2 separate regions of the Zea mays genome follow, and region 1 is linked to region 2. Evidence: chromatin contacts called from public Hi-C data. All regions are on one chromosome and are shown on one strand. Each heading gives the region's core, a stretch centred on a gene start, on an enhancer-like site or on the middle of the called end of the contact. The rest is flanking DNA. Distances are from core to core; before and after follow the strand shown. Region 1 has its middle 27 kb from the start of LOC100277063. Region 2 holds the start of LOC100283782 (RING finger protein 5).

The links. A called contact is a pair of places that touch in the nucleus more often than the background predicts.
Region 1: a Hi-C map of bundle sheath shows a contact between it and region 2, with 2.1 times the contacts expected there. The contact joins the enhancer-like site here to the promoter of LOC100283782 in region 2. A contact is called at or near these places in 3 of 25 Hi-C or Micro-C datasets (bundle sheath, leaf and tassel).

What each region holds. Positions count from the first base shown.
Region 1 is chr1:183,928,472-183,936,104 of Zm-B73-REFERENCE-NAM-5.0, forward strand. No RefSeq gene overlaps it. Among protein-coding and RNA genes, the nearest start is that of LOC100277063, 27 kb to the right of the region's middle. Within about 2 kb of position 6,215, at least 16 of the 20 cell types and tissues checked have an H3K27ac peak or open chromatin away from gene starts, as enhancers often do. A contact at or near this core is called in bundle sheath, leaf and tassel, where this site is marked.
Region 2 is chr1:183,685,179-183,691,935 of Zm-B73-REFERENCE-NAM-5.0, forward strand. It overlaps LOC100283782 (RING finger protein 5), which reads right to left and starts at 3,793. Exons shown (of 2, transcript NM_001156681.2): 1 at 3,659-3,793. It also overlaps the pseudogene LOC103645097.

The DNA.
Region 1 (7,633 bases), core at 4,965-7,464, 250 kb after region 2:
CTGTAAGAACCAGGTCTTGACGAAGATACTACCAGAAAAGGACCTTCCCATTTCAGCTGTAGCTTGCCCACTATATTTGGGTTGGATATCCTTCGAAGCACCAAATGGTCTGGCTTGATATTCTTCAATCGAACTTTCCTATCACGCCATTATATTGTTTTGGCCTGATACTTATTGATGTGCTCTATGGCCTAGAGTCTGGTCCCTTCTATGGTGTCTTTTGTTATTTGAGAATCAGTTTTGTCATCTGCTGAAGTTGTGGTTCTTATTGATCCTGTTCTTGCTTCTTCTGGTGTTATTGCTTCGTCACCGAATAGGAGCTTGAAAGGAGTAAAACCTGTTGACCTTGAGATGGTAGTGTTGACCACTTTTTCAAGATATTTTATGTTTACCGGTGTGATCGATTCGACGGAGTTGCAGTCTCGTGGCGGCTCTTCATCGCAAGGGGTTGTGGTAGCAGCCGTAGTCGGCGCTCTAGCATGGAGGACGCTATGAGGGAGCAGCAAGAAAAGTTTCGTGAAGAGCTGCGGCAACAACAAATGGCATGCCTCCAACTACAATCAGAGTATATGGATGCTTACAACGCACAGGCGCAACAAGCAATGAACGTGAGTGTATTATTTATTTTCAAACACGGTCGATATTTGTCCTATAACTAATATATTGTATTTGCAACAGTCTTGGTTTCCAGAGCAGGCATAACAACAACCATTCGTTTTCCCTCAATTTCAGTCGTCGATGCCTTAGTGGGAATTACATACTCTGCCACCTACACCTCAGGTGCTTCAATTTAGTTTAGACTTGTCGTTTGTATTAACCTTTCAAATATTTACTAAACTTGATTTTTTAGGGATCCGGGGTTATGGGTCACAACACGCCACCACCGGCGATACCAGCGCCAGGAGGAGCTTATGCAAGGGAGGGAGCTACTACAGGAGAGGTTAGTTTGACAAACAATTCATTGAATAGTGGTCATGCATGTAAACACTGTTGTTATTAAGGTCTTCTTTTTTTCTTTAGAATCCAAACCAGTTAAACGACTTCGTGAACGAGTTGTTCGCTTCTGGAGGTAGTGTGACAACTCAAACGACCTCGATATGTGATGGTTTGAATCTTGTACTGAATTGTGACTTTGTTGTGAACAATTGTGAACTTTGTGTTATGTTGTAATGGACTATGTGATGTATTTGTGAACAATTGTAAACTCTGGTGGTATTTTGGTGAACTGTGATGTATTTGTGAAGATATGTGATATTTCATGTTAAATATGTGTAATTCTGTTATTATTGTTTCTGTCATATTATTGTGATTATATTGTTGTTGAAATTGTTTTTTTCATTTCTTTCATATTTTTTTCTCTAAAATTGCTTATTTTCGGCGGCTGCATTGGGCCACCAAAAATAACCCTAAATACTTTCGGCGGCCGCGCTCTGGCCGTCGAAAATAACGTGTTTTCGACGGTCAAAGCGCGGCCGCCGAAAATAAACTTTTATTTTTGGCTTTTTTGCAGCAAGAAGCCACCGAAAATAACTCATTTTGGACGGTAGAAGGTTGTCGGCGGCTTCTGGCCACTAAAAATGCTTGTAGCTGGTATAGTGATATATCATCTGGTTAGATAGCTATAGACTAGCTTTTGCGAAGAAGAACCAATGGGAACCCGGCTACATGACCCCCACCCCACACACGGTCCAATTAATATAACCAACGAACTAAAAAAAAAATCAAAGCTGCTTGCATTGTTCGTTACCCAAGAATCTAGCTAGCTAGCTTGTCTGCGATTCTGTCTGCACTACAGTCTTTAAAAAAGGGAATTAGTTGGCTAATTACAAGAGAGGCTACTACTGAATTATATTCAGTATGAATATTATACATGCAAAGTACACTAGCTAGTCTAATTAATCCCCAGACAGTAGTAGTATATCAATGAGTACTGTACTAGGTTTAAATAAGCTGCTACATACTGTATGCAAGTGCAGGAGCTGCTGCTGTGTGTGGACAGTGGACACCTGGCCAGGCAGTCTCGATCATCGATCTCGACCGGTCAGTCCATCCTCCCGCGCCCTGTCTAACCTAAACGAGTTACTAAGGATCAGCTGGCAGGATTTCATCAGATCAGATCTCCTACTAGATTCCCAAGCATGCAGCTCAAAAAAAAACTACTCTACTGTACAACTGCACGCTATCTTTATCCCCCAATCGTCCTGAGGCGCACCATGCATGTGGCGATCGAGAGAGCTCGCGAATGCATGAGCTAGCTAGCTAGCTGCACCATTCAGATACAGACACACACGGCGACAAGCTAGCAAGCTGAGCTCTGTGCAGCTGCCTTTGCGTTTGCCTTGCCTGCTACCACTAGCTAGCTAGTCTCGACTCTCGACGAGCGCCGTTCAGTTTTTGTCCAAGGATCGATCGATTGACGACCTCTCTCTCTCTCTCTCGCTCGTGTCGTCGTCGACCGTACGTCGTGCTCCCCACTCGCTGCCGGCCGGAGCTTTATTATCTCATGCCCAGCAGACAGCAGATCTAGCCGCTGCTGCTACATAAACATACTACACCTACCTACCAGCAGGCAGCAGGCAGCAGGCAGTACGTGTGTGGCGAACAGTGGTTCGTCGTCGGCCAGTACGTGTCGTGTCGGTCGCTTTGGCGCGCGGCCGGGACGGACGACGACCGCATGCTATATATATACGTAGACAGCACAGCAGTGTAGAAGAAGTGTAGGCTGCTAGCTGACCTACTGCTTGTTGTTTTGGTTGCCGAATGCAGCGCAGGCATGGCCGTTTCCTTCTCCCTGAAGGCTCCGTTCTGCTGCATCCATATTCATATGCAGTGCAGTGCAACCACACAGGCTGACAGGCCCACAACCGAACCAACCAGCAGCTTTGCTTTGTCTGCTTGGCCGCCTCTCTATCTCTCTCTATATATAATAGATCATTCTCTTCTCTCTGCTGCCGTCTACGATTAAAACTAACGCAGTAATGCTAGTAAACTAAACTAAAGCTAGGTACATTAGATTACTTGCAAATTGCGACTTTATATATTTTATTACGGAGGTATATATGGTGACCTTGATGATGACGATGACGACGACGACGACGACCTTGGATTCATCCATCCAGTGGTGTAGACAGTGGATGGTCCGGGTGGGCCACGGTATATCCTAAGCCGGTCCACCGGATCACCCGTCCACCAAGATCTATATAGAAAATACTGACATATATTATATTTACATTCTAATATATACATTTATAAACTTAAATGTTAAATCTATAGTGTTATATGCTATTTTTATCTTTATATTTTGAACTATATAATAAATTATTATATATTATATTAAATTATTTATAAAAAAATTTTAATGGCATACATCATAAAAAAAATCTATCTACGTCACTGCATCCATCTTCCGGTGGCTGAGCATGCAGATATTTTTCTACTGCTGTGCAGCATGACGATGCAGGCAGTCCGGCCGGCCCGCCCTGCGTCTTTGAATAACATGTAACACCTACCTATACCGGTAGCTTTCAGTGGCCTAATAATAATGATCATATGAATTATGAGGTCGCTCGCTTCGGATTAGAGCCGACTGTTTAGACCACTGGTATGCTATAGTTACAATCCACCGTATAGACAAAAACACTGAGTTGCTTTGTCTTGCTTTTGGGCTGAAATATCTATGAAATAAAGAAAGGTGACCACCAATGCAATACGTATAGTAGCTAGCTCGATGACCCATCAATCGGTGACAATCACTTTCCTGCTGTTGTCTGCAAAGTATAGTGGTGGTAACATGCATGGTCTGCGTGACTAATAAGGTTGGTTAATTAGGTAAGAAGAAAGATACTACTACACGTCACCAAGCTAGCCCAGGTAGTAGCTACTAGCTCTCGCCGGCCGTTCACCTTTTCCTTAGTGACTAAGGTTGCCGCCTGTCACCTAGCCGGCCTTAATCTGCATGCATACATCCTCTGTGGAATTGCTCGGCATATGTTCTTCCTCTCTTCATTATCATTAATTAGACCTATGAAGAAGAAAAAAAATTAAAGCTCCCTTTGAATTAGCACGTTAGTTTTGACCGTTTCATGACCTACGTAGCTAGCTTAGCTAGGCGATCTCTACGAACAAACAGTTTATTCCGTGTGTCGGCGACCATAATTAGGGGTACCCCCAAGACTCCTAAACTCGGCTGGTAATCACCATCAACACAAACTGCAAAAGCCTGATGGGCGCAATTCAGGTCAAGGCTCCGTCCACTCAAGGGACACGATCTCGCCTCGCCCGAGCCCAGCCTCGGACAGGAACAGTAGACCCAGGCGGATTCACGCCTCGCCCGAGGACCTCCTCAAGCAACGGGCGCACCTTCGACTCGCCCGAGGCCCAGCTCGGGCAGGCTTCGCAGTGAAGCAACCTCGGCCAGATCGCCTCGCCAACCGACCGTATCGCAGGAGCATTCAATGCAAGGATCGCCTGACACCTTATCCTGACGCGCGTTCCTCAGTCGGCAGGGCCAAAATGACCGCAGTCACTTCGCCCCTCCACTGCCTGACCTGACAGGAAAACATCGCCGCCTGCCCTGCTTCGACTGTTGTGCCACCCGCCAGGGTGAGACTGACAGCAGCCGAGTCCAGCCTCAGGCGCCATAGGAAGCTCCGCCTCGCCCGACCCCAGGGCTCGGCCCCCGCCTCGACCTCGGAAGACAGTCTCCGCCTCGCTCGACCCAGGGCTCGGACTTAACCTCGACCTCGGAAGACGGTCTCCGCCTCGCCCGACCCCAGGGCTCAGACTCAACCTCGACCTCGGAAGACGGTCTCCGCCTCGCCCGACCCCAGGGCTCGGCCTCAACCTCGACCTCGGAGGAGTCACCGCCTCGCCCGACCTTGGGCTCGGACCGACCACGTTACAGGGGGGTACATCATTACCCTACCCCTAGCTAGCTCAGGCTACGGGGAACAAGACCGGCATCCCATCTGGCTCGCCCCGGTAAACAAGTAATGATGGCACCCCGCGTGCTCCCATGACGACGGCGGTTCTCAGCCCCCTACGGAAGCAAGGAGATGTCAACAAGGTCCCGACAGCCCCCGACAGTTGTGCTTCTACAGGGCTCAAGCGCTCCTCCGACGGCCACGACATCACATGCACATGGCACTAACACCTCTCCGACAGCCACGTTGGCATGTAAATAGGGCTCTGGCTCCTCTATGCCGGACACGTTAGCATATTGTTACACCCCCCATTGTACACCTAGACCATCTCCTTACATCTATAAAAGGAAGGTCCAGGGCCCTCGTACGAAAAGGTGGCCGCGCGGGAGGACGGGCTGACGAACAGGCTCTCTCCCTCTCTCGCGAACGCTTGTAACCCCCTACTGCAAGCGCATCCGCCCTGGGCGTAGGACAACACGAAGCCGCGGTTCCCTTTTCCCCCCTTGTGTTCCGTCTCGCGCCGACCCATCTGGGTTGGGACACGTAGCGACAATTTACTCGACGGTCCAAGGACCCCCCGGGGTCGAAACGCCGACACCATGTGTCTTGAGAATGATGCACTAGCTGAGCATCTTCAAGAGATTAGTTAAATGGCTCGGCAAGCCAAATTTTGGCTACTCAATAGCAAAATAACTCTCGAACAGACTAGTCATCCAACTTGCCAAGCTATCCGGCTCTTCAAATTGGCTCCCTCTCTAGCCAAATTTGACTAGCCGCTGACTAGCCAAACTAAATAGAGAGTCTGTTGAAGTGAGATGCTACGTATAGAATGTAATCTTTATGAAGAGGTAAATAGAGTGTCATATAGAGAGTCGAAAATGGAGTGTCTCTTGGAGATGCTCTAATTAGTTTTTTTCACCTCTTCAAACACTAAACTCTTTATTTGACCAACCCTTATAAAAACCAAAATTCAATTTCTTTTTTTTTTGACTTTTCCTCCCCTGGTTTAATTTAGAGAACCTACCGCTACGGCCGGTTCATAGTATATAGCACTATGCCGCAAAGTTGTGTGCCCCACAACAGCCCACCTGTTGATGCGAAATAAAGCTGCCTTTTTTCCCAGTCAAAAACTATTATTAATTTATTTATTTAAAAAAAGAGAGAAAAAGAAAGATCGGTCTGCCCGGCACGGCACCCCGGCCGGCTATAAATAGAGGCTTCCATACAATTGTTCCCTCCCTTTTCCCTCTCCCGCCACTCGAGCCCCTCCGACACGCTGCTAATTACCATTCTGCCCCTGCCCTGCTTCCATGGCCCACCAGCAGCAGCAGTTCCCCACGCTGTCGGAGTGGGACCCCACCCTCGACCTCGAGGCTCTCCTCTCCGACATCGGCTTCGGCCTCCTCGGACCTGACGAACCCACCACACCCGCGTCGGCGTCGGCGTCGCCCACGGACGCGACCACCTCAGCCACGCCGCCGGAGCACGACGCGTCGGCGTCGCTGACGTCCGCGGGACCTGAAGCAGCCGCCGCCGACGAGAACGAGCTGGCGGAGCGGCGGCGGCGGCTCCGCCGCAGGATCTCGAACCGCGAGTCGGCGCGGCGGTCCCGCGCGCGCAAGCAGCGGCACCTGGAGGAGCTCCGCGGGCGCGCCGCCCGCCTGCGCGCCGGCAACCGCGACCTGGCCGCGCGGCTCGGCGGCGCGCAGGCCCGCGCCGCGCTCGCCCGCCTCGCCAACGCCCGCCTGCGCGCCGAGGCCGGCGCGCTCGCCCGCCGCCTCTACGCTGCCCGCCGCGCCCTGGCGCTGCGCCAGGTCTACGCCGCGTCCGGCGGCTCCTTCGACCTGCAGGTGCTCGCCTCGCTCATGGCGTAGCGGGCCGTAGCCCGCGCGGGCATCTCTGAGGAATGGAGAGAAGAACGTGCGGGTCTTGTTGACTTGACTGGGAAGGGAACGGACTGAATTTGAAACAGAACGAAAGCGCTATTAACCATGCGATCACGATCCAAGAGAATGCCAGCAGCAGCTGCAGGAGCAGGATATATAAATACAACAATATTCTTGTAGATATATAATATAAGCAATCAATTCGTTCCTGACGATTTTATATATATATATATATGCATGCAATGCAGCGAATTGAATTTGAACGATCCAAACTAGCCTAGTCTTGGAATGCTTTGCGCTGCCAAAATATACTCCACTAGTTTGGTACTTGTCACAGTTGACGCTGATATGACCTGACGTTATTAGTTGGCGACCGTCCGATCAGCGATATACGGTTGGCAGGCAGGCGTTAACTAGTGCGCCGTCGCCGTCGCCACGTTGGAAGCAAAGCATCGCTTCATATTAAAAGCCGCAGCTACAAAACAATCTATAGGTAAAAAAACACGGTTGAAATAGTAGAAATAGAAATTGATACGGACTTGTTCGAACCAGAAATGAGCAAGCGGACGGTCCGGTCCTGAGGCCGGACGGTCCGCGCGTGCGCAGAACAGATTAGGGTTCCGAGTTTTGTGCTACGGTTGTTAGCTATATTCGCGGAATTAGCTCGGAATCAGTTGTGTAAAGTGTCCAGCCCCCCTCCTCTATAAATAGAGAGGTCTACGGCCGATTTGTAATTATCAATCGAATCAATACAACTTCTATTTCGCATTTTATCCTAGGAGTAGTTCTAGTCTAGTTTAGGTTTAGCTATCCAATCCCCAAATT
Region 2 (6,757 bases), core at 2,543-5,042:
TTTTTAAAAAAAAATCAGACGCTCAGGCAACCAATCAGGAGCATATTTCTTGAAGAATAATTGTTTTCCCCTCTTTTTGTTCTTTGTTTTTTTCCCTGTCGGCACCAACTACTGCTTGCATTACACCAAATGTAGAAGTGTTTCCATGTCCAAAAGGAGTAAAAAAATGCGTGTGTCACATAGGGGCTCGGGCTGCAAGCACATTGGTGTACCGAACAGAACAGAACAGAAATACTGCGTACTTTACTGATGAAACAGGAACATAGCTTTGCTTTGCTTTCAGTCCCCAACCTGAGGTAGTGAGTTTGAGGACTGCATTCAGCTCTAGTTGGCACTCAATGAGCATGATACGCAGTAGCAGCATAACGCAGCACAAACGAATGATGCCGTCTGTTCGTGAGCATGTGGAGGACTGGAGGAAGCAAACGACTACAGTACTAGCATGGTGGAAACGAAAGCTGAAATACCAAGTGATTGTGACTGTGCCTGTAAGTGCGAGTGCTCCGTTGCACCCAGGGAGATCCCCCACCCCCACCCCCCACTTGACATCTATCCAGGGTCTCACATGACAGTCTGCTGACATTCCCCACCGTTTGAAATGCAGCTTGTCCCCAAGCTGCTGGTCTGCTGATCATTCCATGTGTCTCACTGCTCAAAATTGTAAAGAGCATCCCAGTTGCTCTGCGGCTGGTAGAATTCCGTCGAGTCGAGTCATACGATCATGTGCTGCCTGCTTGTGTCAATCCAGATATCATGGAGAAATACATAACTGCATCCGGTCGATGCCCATGGTCCGCCATCTCATGCAACAACGCCATACGTGCCTTTGCAGTCAGAGCAGCTTCACTCATTTGAACTCTCTCTCTCTCTCTCTCTGAGCACATTTATCAAATATCTCAAATCCTCGTGCACGTGCATAGTCTCCAAGCTCATCTCCTACTAGTATGCTAATTGTTTGTGCCTTCAAACCACCTGGAAGCAAATCGACCTCGCTTGTCCGTTGATCATGACCAAGACCTTCAGCAACAAGCTTGCGCTCTGGACTGATCTCCTCGGTATGGATGTCGGCAATGCTCGCAACGCAGTTGGAGTGCATAGGTGGCGGCCATGGTTGCCTGTTGGGCAAGGCGTTGAGAACCTCGTCCACCTCCTCGGACACCACCAACTCGTCCACCATGCTCGTCATTGTGCACACCCACATGCACGGCTTCCCGTTGACGCTAGCACAGACGATGGGCGCGAGGTGGTACAGCTCGGAAACACCGTTGTCGTGGACGAAGCTGTTGGCCTTGGCGATCAGGTCACGCTCGAACGCCTTGACGCCCTCGATGATGGCCTTGAGGAACGCAGTGTGGTCATCGAGGAACTTGAACATCCAGGTGAGCACGGTGGCGGTGGCTTCGCGGGCGACGAACATGACGTCGATCACGTTGTCGGAGATCTGGGCGTCGGTGAGCGTCTTGCGCTGTCCAGGATGGAGGCCAGGAACAGGAGGTCGCACTCTCACGGCTGCCCGCGCTGGTACTGGCTGATGTGGTCCACGATGGCACCCAGCCGCTTGAGGGCCTTCATGGCCTCGTGAAACAGGGTGCCCGGCTGGCTCACCGTCATCGAGTGGAACCCCTTCTCCAGTGACATATAACACTGCTTCAACTCCTCGATGTACCGCATCTCCTTCTCGCCGAAGATGGACATCACATTCAGCGCGAACAGCTTCATCTCTTGGAAGGTGTTGATGAGGAGGTTGGTGTTCCCTTGTAGGACCCGCTCACGGACCTCGGGGTCCATGACCTCGAGTCCGGGTCTGAGCAGTAGGGGTCGCCGACGACGACACGGATGTCCAGGAGCAAGGCGACGAGGGAGCAGGCGATGGTGGTCTGCTGCTCTGCAAGAAGGGTTCGCTCAATATGGGCACCCCCGCACAGAGGCTCTCTAGGGAGAAGTTCCAGCGGGAGTGAGTGAGAAACACCCCGACCGCCTCATGCTAGAGTGCCGCCTCCTGCGGCCACCACGTCGTTAGCAACGTGCGGCCCTCGACGGCAGACACGAACTCCGGTGGAAGCACGGCGGAGACGCCCTTCACCAGGTCCAGCCGGATGTCGAACGGTACCCGCTGTTGGCCAGGTCCCACGTGAACTCGAGCAGCTGCGCGTTGGTGGAATGTTGCGATTGAAGGTTGCCCCCTTCGTCGGCAGATGCTTTAAGAGGAGGGTTGGGGACGAAGTAGGCACCACGGTTGAGGACCAGCATCGAACACTTGGTGGGCACGGTGGCAAGCTCGGTGTAGGGGAAGTAGCCCAGGGCCATGTGGTCCAGGAGGAAGTGGTGTCGTGAGCACTCGTGGCAGTAGTCAAAGAGGTCACGCCAGTAGGCGGCCGAGAAGCGGGGCAGTGCCTCCATGTCATGCCGCACGTCGAGGAGGCCCCCCCGAGCTGGAGTGGTACACGATCTCATCCAAGGAGTAGCACTCGCTAGGTCGCCGGTCAGGACTAGTGGGAAGGGCCCGTACCACACCGAGAGGCCCTACTTCAGGGCCGGGTACCGCGCCGCCTCCTCGTAGATGTTCTCATCCGTCGTATGTTGGTGCTTGGTAGTGACCGCGGGGAAAAGGACGGCGGTGGCGGTGGCGGTGGCGCAGCAGACGCGGTGGGCTGCCGGGCAGAGCGGGTGGTACAACTCGTAGACAATGGGAGGAGGAGTCACAGGCTCTAACTCGGACGATGCCACCATCTCCGCTTGCGACTGCGGGGCCTCCTCGGCAGAGGGATCCTGGGCGGCCATGGGGGTGAGGTTGTCCAAGCCGAACACCCCACCGAAGAGGTGGTCGACAGCGAGGTCTGCGACGACGCTCTCGGGGAAGTTGCGGCCGCGGTTGCCGACCGTGGCCTACGTATCAGAGAGCGAGGAACGCCCCTCAATTGCATCGGTGATACGAGCCTCCATCAGCGCCATTTCATCGAGCAGGCGCTGCATCATCGCATCCATGGTGGAGGTAGATCGTCCAGGATTGCAACTAGTCTAATACCAAATGTTAGCAACACTCGTCTCACGAACTCAAACCAATAGCGAGAGGAACACTGCGCATATGTTTCTGGACAAATTCAGAGTAGCACCTAAAGGTACTAGAAAGAGGATCCGGGTACATGAGAGGAAGAAGATGAACAGTAAATGTGAAGTAGAGATTTCAATTCTTCAACTGATTCTGCCGCTTGGCCTGCACGTTTGTCCTTTTTTGTAGGCAGAGATGCCCCCACCTGCCATCTATCCAGGACTACATGACAGTCTGCTGACCCTCCCCCCCCCCCCCCCCCCCCCCAAAACAAATCCCATATTCTCATCCCATTCCTGTCGAGGATACGACGTCGCGGCAGGGATCGAGGAAAAACAACAGCCGAGGCGATCGATCTGGTTAGTATAGTAGTAACAAATAATAAGTAAGCTAACGTAGCAGCTGGTGCCTGCCCAGCCCAGGCGCATCCGATGGGCGGAAGTGCGGAACCGGAATCGGGCGGAGTACCCAAGGGATCCGGGGACGGTCTGATCTGACTTACTCTAGTCCTAGTGCTAGTCAATCTGTAGGTGCAGGAGGAACCCAGCCGTGCGGTAGCAGGCAGCAGAGGGAGGGAGGGAGGAGATGAGGAGTGGCGGCGGAAGTTACCGGCGGTCGGGGCGGTGGCGTGGGAGACTGGACACGGCCACCCAGGAGACGCGAGAAGCTTCGAGAGAGGCAGGCAGAGCCGCAGAGGCAGGCGACAAGATCACAAGAGGAAGACGGGGACGCGAGAGGAGACGCACGCCTGGACCTGGACGCGGCGCGTTTTTTATAATTATTTTTTATTTTATTTACTTATTTAATTTAATTAATAATAATCAGTGTCGGTGTGTATGTACGGCTCTCGGGCCGTATGCGTATCATCCAGTAGACCAGTACACGTGCAACTGTAAGTAAGTTGGGCCTTTTCGCGAGCCCGGCCCGGATAGATGGCGCTACGAAATAGGAATGGCAACATAAAATTTCTCATTGCGAAATAGCTCCTCATTCGCGTCCTGATAAAAAAACTTTATCTTCGTCCCACAAATACTCACGGAGAGTTTTTTTCTCTTGTCTATGTCCCGTCGGGAAATTTATTCCCACGGATAAACCATACTCATCAGAAAGTGCAATATTTAAAGGAAAATTTAAATTGATTATATCAAATCAATATAATTTGTGCAAACAAGATTTAAAATTATAAGAAACATCTATTTTAGAGTTTAGTTCAACATTTTTAATAGGCTATGCATATAGATGGCCTAACGGGCCGGCTCGGCCTGGTACAACCCGTCATGGGCATGGCCTGCTAGACCTGACTTATTAATTGGGTCATGTCGAGCAGGCCCAGGCACTTCGCTAGGTCGGCTAACCGCGTTGGGCTGGCCCACTAGGCCACTAGCACCGTGGTCCATTCGAATATATTGTATACTAGGTGTATGCTCGTGCGTTGCTACGGGGCCAACATATAATGCTAAGATACATTAAGATAAGAAAGCACTATAATAAAATATATTGATATACAAAAACACTAATTGTTATTCGACACTTTTTATTAGCATCACTAAAAGGGAATGTTTACATACCTCAAAAAATATAAATATAGTTAGATAATTGTGTGTTGCTACAATTTTTATATATCACAAGTAGACCTTTTTTAATAGAATAGTTATTCAAACATATTCTAATCCGAGAAGTCTCTGTCCACTCCTATCCTCCGTTAAATAAACGGATGGTCCAAGAAAGAACGAAATGTTAGACTATACAAGATGTAGGATCAGCTACAGAAAAAGCAGAGCATCCAAATATCTTGCTTCCAAAACTCTAAGAGTTAGATGAAATGGGAAGGAACATGAGAAAACTGTGATAAACCACCGGCTTCCATACATGCTTGGGTTTATCATTTATTCAACAAAGTGTTCTCCCAATTTTGGCATGAGCTCCATAACTAATTTCTCAAACTGAGACAGATATTGTTGCAAGAGCGGCAAACCAGGCTATTCCAATGATAAAAACATATCAGTACAAGTTTATAGTATGTAGGTTTACTCAAGAAAAGAAGAAATTTTATATTTTTTTGAATCTTCAGCATTACTGATCACTCAAAACTGAAGATGAACACATAGCAAAATTGTTTTCAAATCCTAAAAAGTCTAAAATTCGAGTTGAACATGCATCAAGTAGGAACAGAAGAAGTCCAAGGATCGGATCAGACCAGAAGGTCAAACCAGTTCCATATTTGAACACAACTGCAAAACACATAAGCATGTAAGTTTCCTCCATTACAACAACACCATAGTTTTAAGAAAGCCCACAATTTAATGCACAGAATTTATTTCCTTGTTCTCATAATGGGAGAATGTATAACTTATTGTTCGCGTGCAATATCATTAATAGAAAATTAATATATAATGAAATGCACCAAGTGTATGAAGACAGGAAGAAGTGCTCCAACTAAAATAAGCCATTTTAAATATTAACCATACCGAAGGGTAAAACATTTATATGAAGTAACTAATCACCCATGTTCACTTGGTCTGTAAAAAAATTCTACAGAAGTAAAAAAGCTCTACAGAACCCATGATTCATGTTGGCCATGATAAATGTACTAAATATACTATTCCAATCACACAGAGATGGTTGAGATAGTAACAGGACAAAGATGTAATGCTTTGAATATCATACCTCTAAACTTTCATAAATGTAGGAATCAGTTCACATACTATACCCTATCCGCCAATCGTTGAACAGGGACCACCCTTGTCTGGGCTTCTTCGACTAAGTGAAGTATGTTAGACATGGCAGTCTCACCACCAGGTCTTCTAACTTTGACAATGAGTTTACCATTCAAGTTAATACTTCCTGATGATACCGGGGAACATTATGCAAGCGTCGTACTGCCTGTTAAAAGTAGATGTTTACATACCTTAAAAGATATATAAGATTAGATTGTATCCATGCTTTGTCATTGATAAAAATAAACAATGATAAATATGTAGTGAATATTAATCAACATCTCAAAAAACACGTTGACTCCATAAAAGGATAGTATATTATATAAGATTTAACAAGAAAAGTTAATGACAAAATTAAGAATGATCTTTCATAGATCATCATAGTTTAGATATTTAGATAACATAAGCATAAGTTCATTCATGAGAGCAAAATGATCAGCATCAGTAAAATGGTTTATGCCCTTCAAAAGTTCTTTCATTTGCCATCATTCTTCCTGTGTTCTTTGTCATTCATGAGCCATCAAAGTTGTCTACCCTTGGCAACGACACGGTTCAAAAAGACAAGATCGTCAAGAGACAACAACATGGGAATGCCAATTCCTTCCACTGCATAGTAGGATTGATGAGCTTGCCTAAAGATTTTAAGAAATCAAGAAGCCTTTCCTCATCCATGTGGTTGGCAAAAGATAAGAGAACTGCTCATCCATAAAAAATCAATCACATGTCATGCGTATTAGGAGTTCTCCTGGTACATGAAGTATAAAAATTGATCTACAAAATATTCTCCATTGGTATTTCACCATTTTAATAGAATTACCAAGCTCATCAGCAGACCAGAAATCTGACATACTCCAAGAAATTATCCATGACCCGGAGAACATCAGATCACGAAAATAGTGAGGCTTGGTAGCAACTACAACAAGATATTATCCATACTTGCCTTTTCACTCGAATTCTATCTGGCAGCTGCCATGATTTACAAATGCAAACT